2 separate regions of the Anser cygnoides genome follow, and region 2 is linked to region 1. The links are chromatin contacts, called in public Hi-C maps. All regions are on one chromosome and are shown on one strand. The core of a region is the stretch at or near the end of the contact, and the rest is flanking DNA. Distances in the headings are between cores, read along the strand shown. Region 1 overlaps RAB11FIP5 (RAB11 family interacting protein 5). Region 2 holds the start of SMYD5 (SMYD family member 5).

Evidence for each region. A called contact is a pair of places that touch in the nucleus more often than the background predicts.
Region 2: a Hi-C map of liver shows a contact between it and region 1, with 13 times the contacts expected there. The contact joins the promoter of SMYD5 here to the enhancer-like site in region 1. A contact is called at or near these places in 2 of 7 Hi-C or Micro-C datasets (both in liver).

Annotation. Positions count from the first base shown.
Region 1 is chr4:1,863,143-1,866,738 of Taihu_goose_T2T_genome, forward strand. The region is part of intron 3 of RAB11FIP5 (RAB11 family interacting protein 5); the gene reads right to left. Among named protein-coding and RNA genes, the nearest start is that of RAB11FIP5, 14 kb to the right of the region's middle. Within about 2 kb of position 1,714, at least 1 of the 3 cell types and tissues checked has open chromatin away from gene starts, as enhancers often do. A contact at or near this core is called in liver, where this site is marked.
Region 2 is chr4:1,902,924-1,906,519 of Taihu_goose_T2T_genome, forward strand. SMYD5 (SMYD family member 5) reads left to right here and starts at 1,982. Exons shown (of 13, transcript XM_048045611.2): 1 at 1,982-2,509; 2 at 2,797-2,905; 3 at 3,575-3,596. The coding sequence starts at 2,420.

The sequences.
Region 1 (3,596 bases), core at 464-2,963:
TCGCCCCCTGGCTCTCCGACGCACCAGTTACACCAGTAACCACCATTAACCTCCCTGCTCTGGTTCCCGGCGCGGTGCTGGCAGCGGACCCGCGCTCCCCAGGAGCACGAATCCTGCAGAAATCCTGCTTCTCTCGGAGGAAGGACGCTGGAAGCGCGGCGCTGAGGCCGGCGCGCTCCTCTAGAGGGAAACCTCCGCTCGCAGCGGCCCGACGGAAGATCTCTGCTGACTCACCCACCTCCTCCCATCCCCAGCACGCAGCTCCGCCAGCCAAAATAAATAGCGGGTACCTTTCTGCCCTCGTTTATTTGTTTGGCAGCGCTTCCCAGGCGCATTTTAGCCTCCCAGCAGAAAAAAAAAAAAAGAAAAAGAGAGAAAAAGAAAATATTGCTGAGCAACCGCCGGCTGGAAAGTCTATTGGAAACAGCTCGCTGGGTGCAGGATCCCCCCCCCGGCTCGCAGCCTGGGTTCGAGGCTCGGTGCAGCCACCCCAGCCCTGCGGTTGCAGAGCTCCAGCCCAGCCCACGGGCAGGAGGGGGGGGGGGGGTGGTAACTGTGCTCTGCAGATAAAGAAAACCACATTTGGGCTGCAAAAAGCAGGGTTTCGGGGAGGGCAGGGCTCGAATCCAGCCGTAATGCATCGAGGTTAAGAGCTGCGCTGAAGGGGGGGGGGGATGGAAAATCCCCCTGTGGGCCCTAGGAGGGCTGTGCCCCATCACCTGGGGCCAGGATTTCCACAGACAGCCTGGGAATCCGCTGTACACCCCTGCCTGGGCTCCTGGGAGGGGGTGGAAGCCCCTGAGGCACACAGGTCCCCCCCCAGTACCTGCAGACAGGGTTTTAGAGGCTGGGCACCGCTCCCAGCGCCACGAACCTGCCATCCTTGCCCCAGGACGGACGGACGCGCCCTCGGGAACGCGGCACCGCGCTGCCCCCTCGTCCCGACGAAAACAGAGACACAGCCTCGAGATTTGCCCCCCCCCAAAAACCACAGGCACAAAATAGCAGCAAAAAGCAGAAGTAGTGCAGGCAGATGTGAGCTGCTAACGGCTCGCAAGGGGGGGGCAGCGGGGCTGTGCCTTGCCCGGACGGCCCCAAGGCAGATGGGGCTCACCAGGGCTGAGCTGGTGCAGGCTCAGGGCCTGATTCACCGTCCTGCCTCACGTCCGTTCCCGGAAAACACACGCTCAGCAGGGAACGGGCAGGAACAGGCACTTCACGAGTCATTCTTCACCCTCGAAGGCTCCTGGCAAGGGAGCAGCGCCAGCGTGTCGCACGTGGGCTCGGGAGATGCGGCGACGGGGCGAGGCGAGGGAGCGGCAGCACCCCCAGGGGCGCACCCAAGGCACCCTCGGGCCGGAGGGGCAAACAGCCGGCTCTTTCCCTGGTCCTTTTTACCCTGTGCTTGATCCAAGGCAGACGCGAAGTTTTGCAGCTGGTGCGGACGCAGAACAGCGGAGATGCAACCCCGGCGGCTCCTGCGACGGACTCGCCCGCAGCGCTGCCGTGATCCGCGGTGCCCTGGTTCTGGGGGCGCGGAGCTGCCCCGAAACCTTCTTCCAATTTCCAGCATTGCAGAAATGAAGCTTTTTATGAGCGCGTGATGAAGAGCGAAGAAGTCGGGTCAATATCTGGCCTCTGCTGACTACGGAAAGAGGAGTGACAGCCCGGGTGGGGCAAGGTTTTACATTTTCCTCCCGTGAAAGCAGAAGGAAAGGGCTTTAATCCACAAACGGTGACGATTTGTAAAAAAAAAAAAAGAGGGCGCAACTTCTCTCTTTGCCTAGTGCCAGGCACAAGATGCAGCCCCGTTTTATCATCCCGATTCACGCTGCAGGAAGCGGGACCTGTGGAGCTCTGATAACATTGTGGGAAAGGCTGAAAATACTCAAACCGATTGTTTTAGCCCCAGGCCTTGCCTCAAATAAACCTGCTGAGCTTCTTCCTCCCGTAACAACTCTTGACCACCGCAACCCTAAACACAACAAACACCAAACTGCCTTTTTTTTTTTTTTTTTTTAATTCAGGCCTCCCTCTCTCCTCCCACTTCCATTCAAGCTGATATCAAAGCCCCGCAGACGCCAGAGGTTAGCAGAGCCCGGGTGAAGGCACAGCAGAGCCCGGGTGAAGGCACGGTGGACGAAGGCACGTAAATAAGGGCTGAGGACAGAAACTCCCCGGGTAAAGCACGGGAGGTTTGCAGCGACGGGTCAGCAAGAACAACCCACGACAGAAAACTTCCCCGAAGTTCAAAACAGCCCCGAGCCAGCCGCTTCCTCGCTCTACAAAGGGAGGGGTTTTGCAGAGCAGGCAGCTCGAGACGAGCCGTGCCAGACCTGTCTTCGCTGCAGGCTGATTTAAACCTGAACTGTAAGGCATCTTCCTTCTAATTACAGACCTTTCGACTAATTACAGGGTGAGACTGCCGGTCTTGCAAATGCGACGGCTTTTGATGCTCTCTTCCCCACGGCCCGCTGCAGGTGAAACTTGACCGAGCCACGACGGGCACCGAGGAGGCACCGAGGCTGCTTGCTTAGCTCCAGGAGCTGCAGAGCTGAAGTTTCCAGATCAGGAGAGTGGGAGGGGAAAAAAAAAAAAAAAAATCCCTGCTGCAGCTAAGTCAAAGTTGCAGCATCAAACTGCTCGATTCAGAGGATGGTTCCCTCTACGAAGCAAAGGTTAATCCGTCTCCAGATCCAGAAGTTACCCTGGTAAATGAGTAGCAGGCTTGCTTCTCCTCCAGAGGCAAATGGACGTCTACAAAACACCCACAGATAAGCCCTGCCAGCTCTTCGATCGCACGCCTGAGAGAGAACACGCGTTTGATTATCGAAATGCAGACGGCATCGGCCCCTGTGTTCACCCTGGCACCGCCAGGACCTAAAAAACCTTCCGACAGCTTCGGCTCCAACCGGCAGCACGGCCTGCGAGGTCACCCAGTGTAAGGAAGGGGAAGAAAATGAGAAAAGCGAGAGTTCTTCGTAACAGAAGAAGTAACGATGCTGTAATTAGTGGCTCGAGGAAGAGGAAGATCCGGGGAAGCAGGACTGAGCCTCTCCGTCTCCCTGTGATGACGGGAAAGACGTTTTGGCACTCGAGACTCGGTCGCTGGCTCCCACCGCCCAGCCTGGGCCACATCAAGGACAAATGCTTCTTACCGGGCTGCCCAAAAGGTGCTCAGCCGCTCCGTCCCCGAACCGAAACGCCGGGGCTCCTCGCTCCCGGCCCAGCACTTCGCCGTTCTCCATCAGAGACTTCTCCTAATGCTTCATTTAAGCCTCCCCTGCTGCACTTTAAGCTCGTTACTCCCCATCTGAAAATTGCCGAGCGCAATTAGAGCCTGTTCGGATGCTGGGGAACGTCCCAGAAGGGGCCCCTGTGAATCTGTTCCCTCCAGCCTGTGCTGCTTCAGAGGGATTCCTATTTGGGGGAGCAAAACCTGCAGCCGGAGGAGTTTCTCCTTACAAGACGTCCTCATCACACCCGAAAAGAGGCACCTGCAAAGCTGAGCTTGGGCACGCCACAGCAAACCGAGCCTAAGCAAAGCTTCGGCTCAGCTGGAAATTAAAAAAAAATACATAAATAAAGCAACCCTG
Region 2 (3,596 bases), core at 732-3,231, 40 kb after region 1:
ACTGAGATCACAACAAAAAAAAAAAAAAGTGAAAGTTGTAAAGTCCTTTGCTCCCACCCGTAGTATCTTTATTCTTGTCATAATCGTATTTATGCTCATATATTATCCTTGCAGTATGATGAACAGGGCCTGGGCCTGCCCCTGGAGCAGAAGTGCCTCCTGTCCTGTGCCTTGCTGTATTTTGCCTTCGTTTTGCCTTCCAAACCCCTGTGGGTCTCTCAGCCTTCCGACACTGCCTTACCCTCCACGGTGTGTGCATGCCGCCGCAGCGGGGAATAAGGGGCTCCTCCGGCTTGCTGAGGTGCGGGGATCGGGGCTGTTATAAAACAGCAGCTTTCCAACACCTCTGCTGGTTCAGACGGCCCCCTGCCCTCGGCCAGATGTGCTGATCCCGGCCCAGACGGCAGCTGCTCTCTCCTCTCCTTACACACCACGGCGCAAGCAGCACCCGGAGCGCCTGGCGAGCACATCTGTAACCACGCGCTGTTGTATGGTGGGTGGAAGGGCTCTGAGGGGCTGGGACTAAATAATTGTTTGGGCTTTCCTGTCTGTTTTAGTAATGCTTTGGGGCTGGTGTCCACACCAGCAGCAGCTACGCACGCTGGCTGTCACCTTGCAGTCCCAGTGCGCCGCGAGCTCAGGATAATTCATTGTGCCTCCTCCTGACCCACAACACTGCATATCACTTTACTCTTGTATTGTTATTTATAGAAATAAGTTTTTTTTTTTTCTTGGTAAGTGTTATTTATTTGATTTGTTTCTTAATAAAAATAGCGTATTTTAAAAAAGAAATGGGACTGGGTGGGGATGGCAGGGTTTGGCATCACCTTGGTTTCTAGGTGGGCAGCGATGCCTTGGTGGCTTCTTGCCCCACAGCTGCCGAGGATGGGCTGTCCATCCTTTTTGTTGTGCTTGGTTTTCTGTGTTTCCCGGGAAACTGATTTAAAAAAAAAATAAAAAATGGAAACCTCCTAATAAGACTCCTGTTGTCAAAAAGTAACGGCCGCTTTCAAACAGCAGAAGACATCAAAATGTGCTTTCCTCTGACCCATTCTCATTCCTGACATGCCAATACAAACACAAGCACTTCCCCCTCACACACTTGTGTGTTTGCTGGTAAACCTGCGCACTGACCTCGGCTTGAATACTTGGAGTTGAGCAAGGGCAGCTTTTAAACTGATGAGCTGAAATTTAACCTGTGAGTAAGTGTCAGAAAGCAGGGGGGAAACATTTCCAACCACTTGAATTTTAATGTGAAATTTATTCAAACAAAAAAAGCACATGTGTTTCCATCCCACCCCCCCCCCCTTTTTTTTTAATGGAAATTGATAGCCCATGTTAAGGTTGAAAGTAGATATTTTTTGTCCAATTCCTGCAGAATTGGGACTGCATTTATAGTAAGAAATGCCACATTGGGTTAGCATGGGCAGAAGGGTTGGGTCATGGCTCAAGCTGGTACTCCTACATTATGACTTCCCACTGAAACCTTACAGAAAGAGGACACATAGCGCTATTATTACATTAATGGCTACTCTTGCTGCTGTTAGCGTGAGTATGCTATTAAAATAGTAGTCAAAAGGTAGCATTTATTCACCTGTGCACGCGTCCTTGTCTGCAGGACTGCGGGCATGGCTTTGCAGAGCAGCGCTCCCAACAGGGGCTCGCAGGAAAAAAAAAAAGCTAAAAGGATTTTAACCACTTGGAGGAGAACCACAAGCCGACAGTGACACCTAGTGACACCGAAAAAAAACCCAAAGCTCCCCAAAGTAAACCATCCCACGTTCCCAAAGCCGCGATCAAGGAGCGGGGCTGAGTGCAAGCGGGCTCTGGCAGCGCCGGCATGAATTAAAGTATGATTAAATACAACTAAACTCTCTGTTTTCATGGATTTTAGGCGTTTGCAGACGGCCAAGCAACGGAAAGCAAGGGCGCATGTTAACGTGTGCAAATTTTGTGTTTATTTTGCAGAAGGCTGGGCCAGTTTTGAGGGCAGCTGGACACGTCTCCTCACACCGTGAGGGGCACAGCGCCTTCTCGCCTGAGAGGGGCTGTCCTTCCCCGTCAAGGTGGTTAAAATAAAACAGTAATTTATAGTGGAGAGCCAGTCGTGCTCCCGGCTGCCAGTGGAGGCTCCCCGGCCCCGTTTGGAGGATTTTTTGAGGTGTTTTTTTTTGTTTTTGGAGGGGACCGGGGTGGCGGCGAGGTGAGGGGAGGGCTAAGATGGCGGCTGGCCCCCGCCCGCCCTCCGGCCGCGGGGCTGAAGGGGTAAGGGCGGCCGCGGCCCCGGGCCGGTGAGGAGAAGGAAAAAGAGGAGGAGAAGGAGGAAGAGGAGGAGGAGAAAGAGAAAGAGGAGGAGGAGGAGGAGGAGGAAGCGCTTCCCGCCCCCAGCGGGTCAGAGCGGGGAAGTCGCCGCCCGAAGATGGCCGCCGCGGCGGGGGACGTGTGCGGCTCGGCGGCGGGAGCCCAGCCCGGGGCCGCGGCCGAGGCTCGGTTCATCAGCAGCGCCAAGGTGAGCCCGGCCCGAGGGGCGTCCTGCCCTCCCGCTGTCCCTCAGCTCTCCTCCTTCCTTCCCTTGGCCCCGCGGTGCCACCACAGCCCTGATGGATCCCAGCGGATCCAGTTGGGAGAGGGGGGAGAAGCCTCGGCGCTGCCTCGGTGGGGTCGCACCTCGCCTCGCCTCAGCCAGCGCCGTGCCCGGGCGGGCTCGGTTTTGGGGTGAAAACCTCCCCGGTGGGGTTCGGTTTGGGGTGCGTGGCCCCTTCCCGGCTCCCCTGAACCACGTTTCATCCCTCGCAGGGGAAAGGCTTGTTCGCCACCAGGAGCATCCGCAAAGGGGAGACCGTCTTCGTGGAGCGGCCGGTGGTGGCCTCCCAGTTCCTCTGGAACGCCCTGTACAACTACCGAGGTGAGGCGATGGCAGCCGCCGGCTTCATCGACAACTTGCCTTTTTTTTTTTTTCTTTTTTTCCCCAAAGGAAGGGGTTTTGGGTTGGTTTCGGCACCGCCAGGCGTGCGGCACTGCTGGCGTTTTGCTTTGCGCTGAGCTGTCGACAAGCTGAAGGAGCAGGCACGGTTTGAGGGGATAAACACCCAGCCATCGAGCTGGAAAAAAGCACCATGTGCCACTGGGAGGGTGGAGACCCCGATTTTTGGGTGGTTTGGGTGCCAATCCCGATTATCCCAGCACAGGGTACAGCCCACAAGGATGCCAGTGTTCTCTGGAGGTGTGAAAATGCAGAGCGCTGGTAGGAAGAGCAAGGATTTAAACTTTTTTTTAGTGTTTGTGGCTTAAACTGCTCTGCTGGGCTGGTGCTTTTGGGTCTAGGGCAGAAGGAGAAGATGTGGTGTGACTTGGAGAAAAGAAATGCAAAAGTGGGGTTTGGACACAAGCCGAGCCATGCCCTGCGTAGACCCTGCTGTTGGCTGAGCTGTACCAGAGATCAGCAAAATGGGGATGCTTGTCACGTGTATCATAAGTCCCTTAAACACCGGGCTGTGAGCATGCTTGTCTTGTGTATCATATGGCCCTTAAACACACGTCTCACTGGGTGTCTGGTTGTGTTTTCTCCCCACAGCCTGCGATCACTGCCTGCGGGC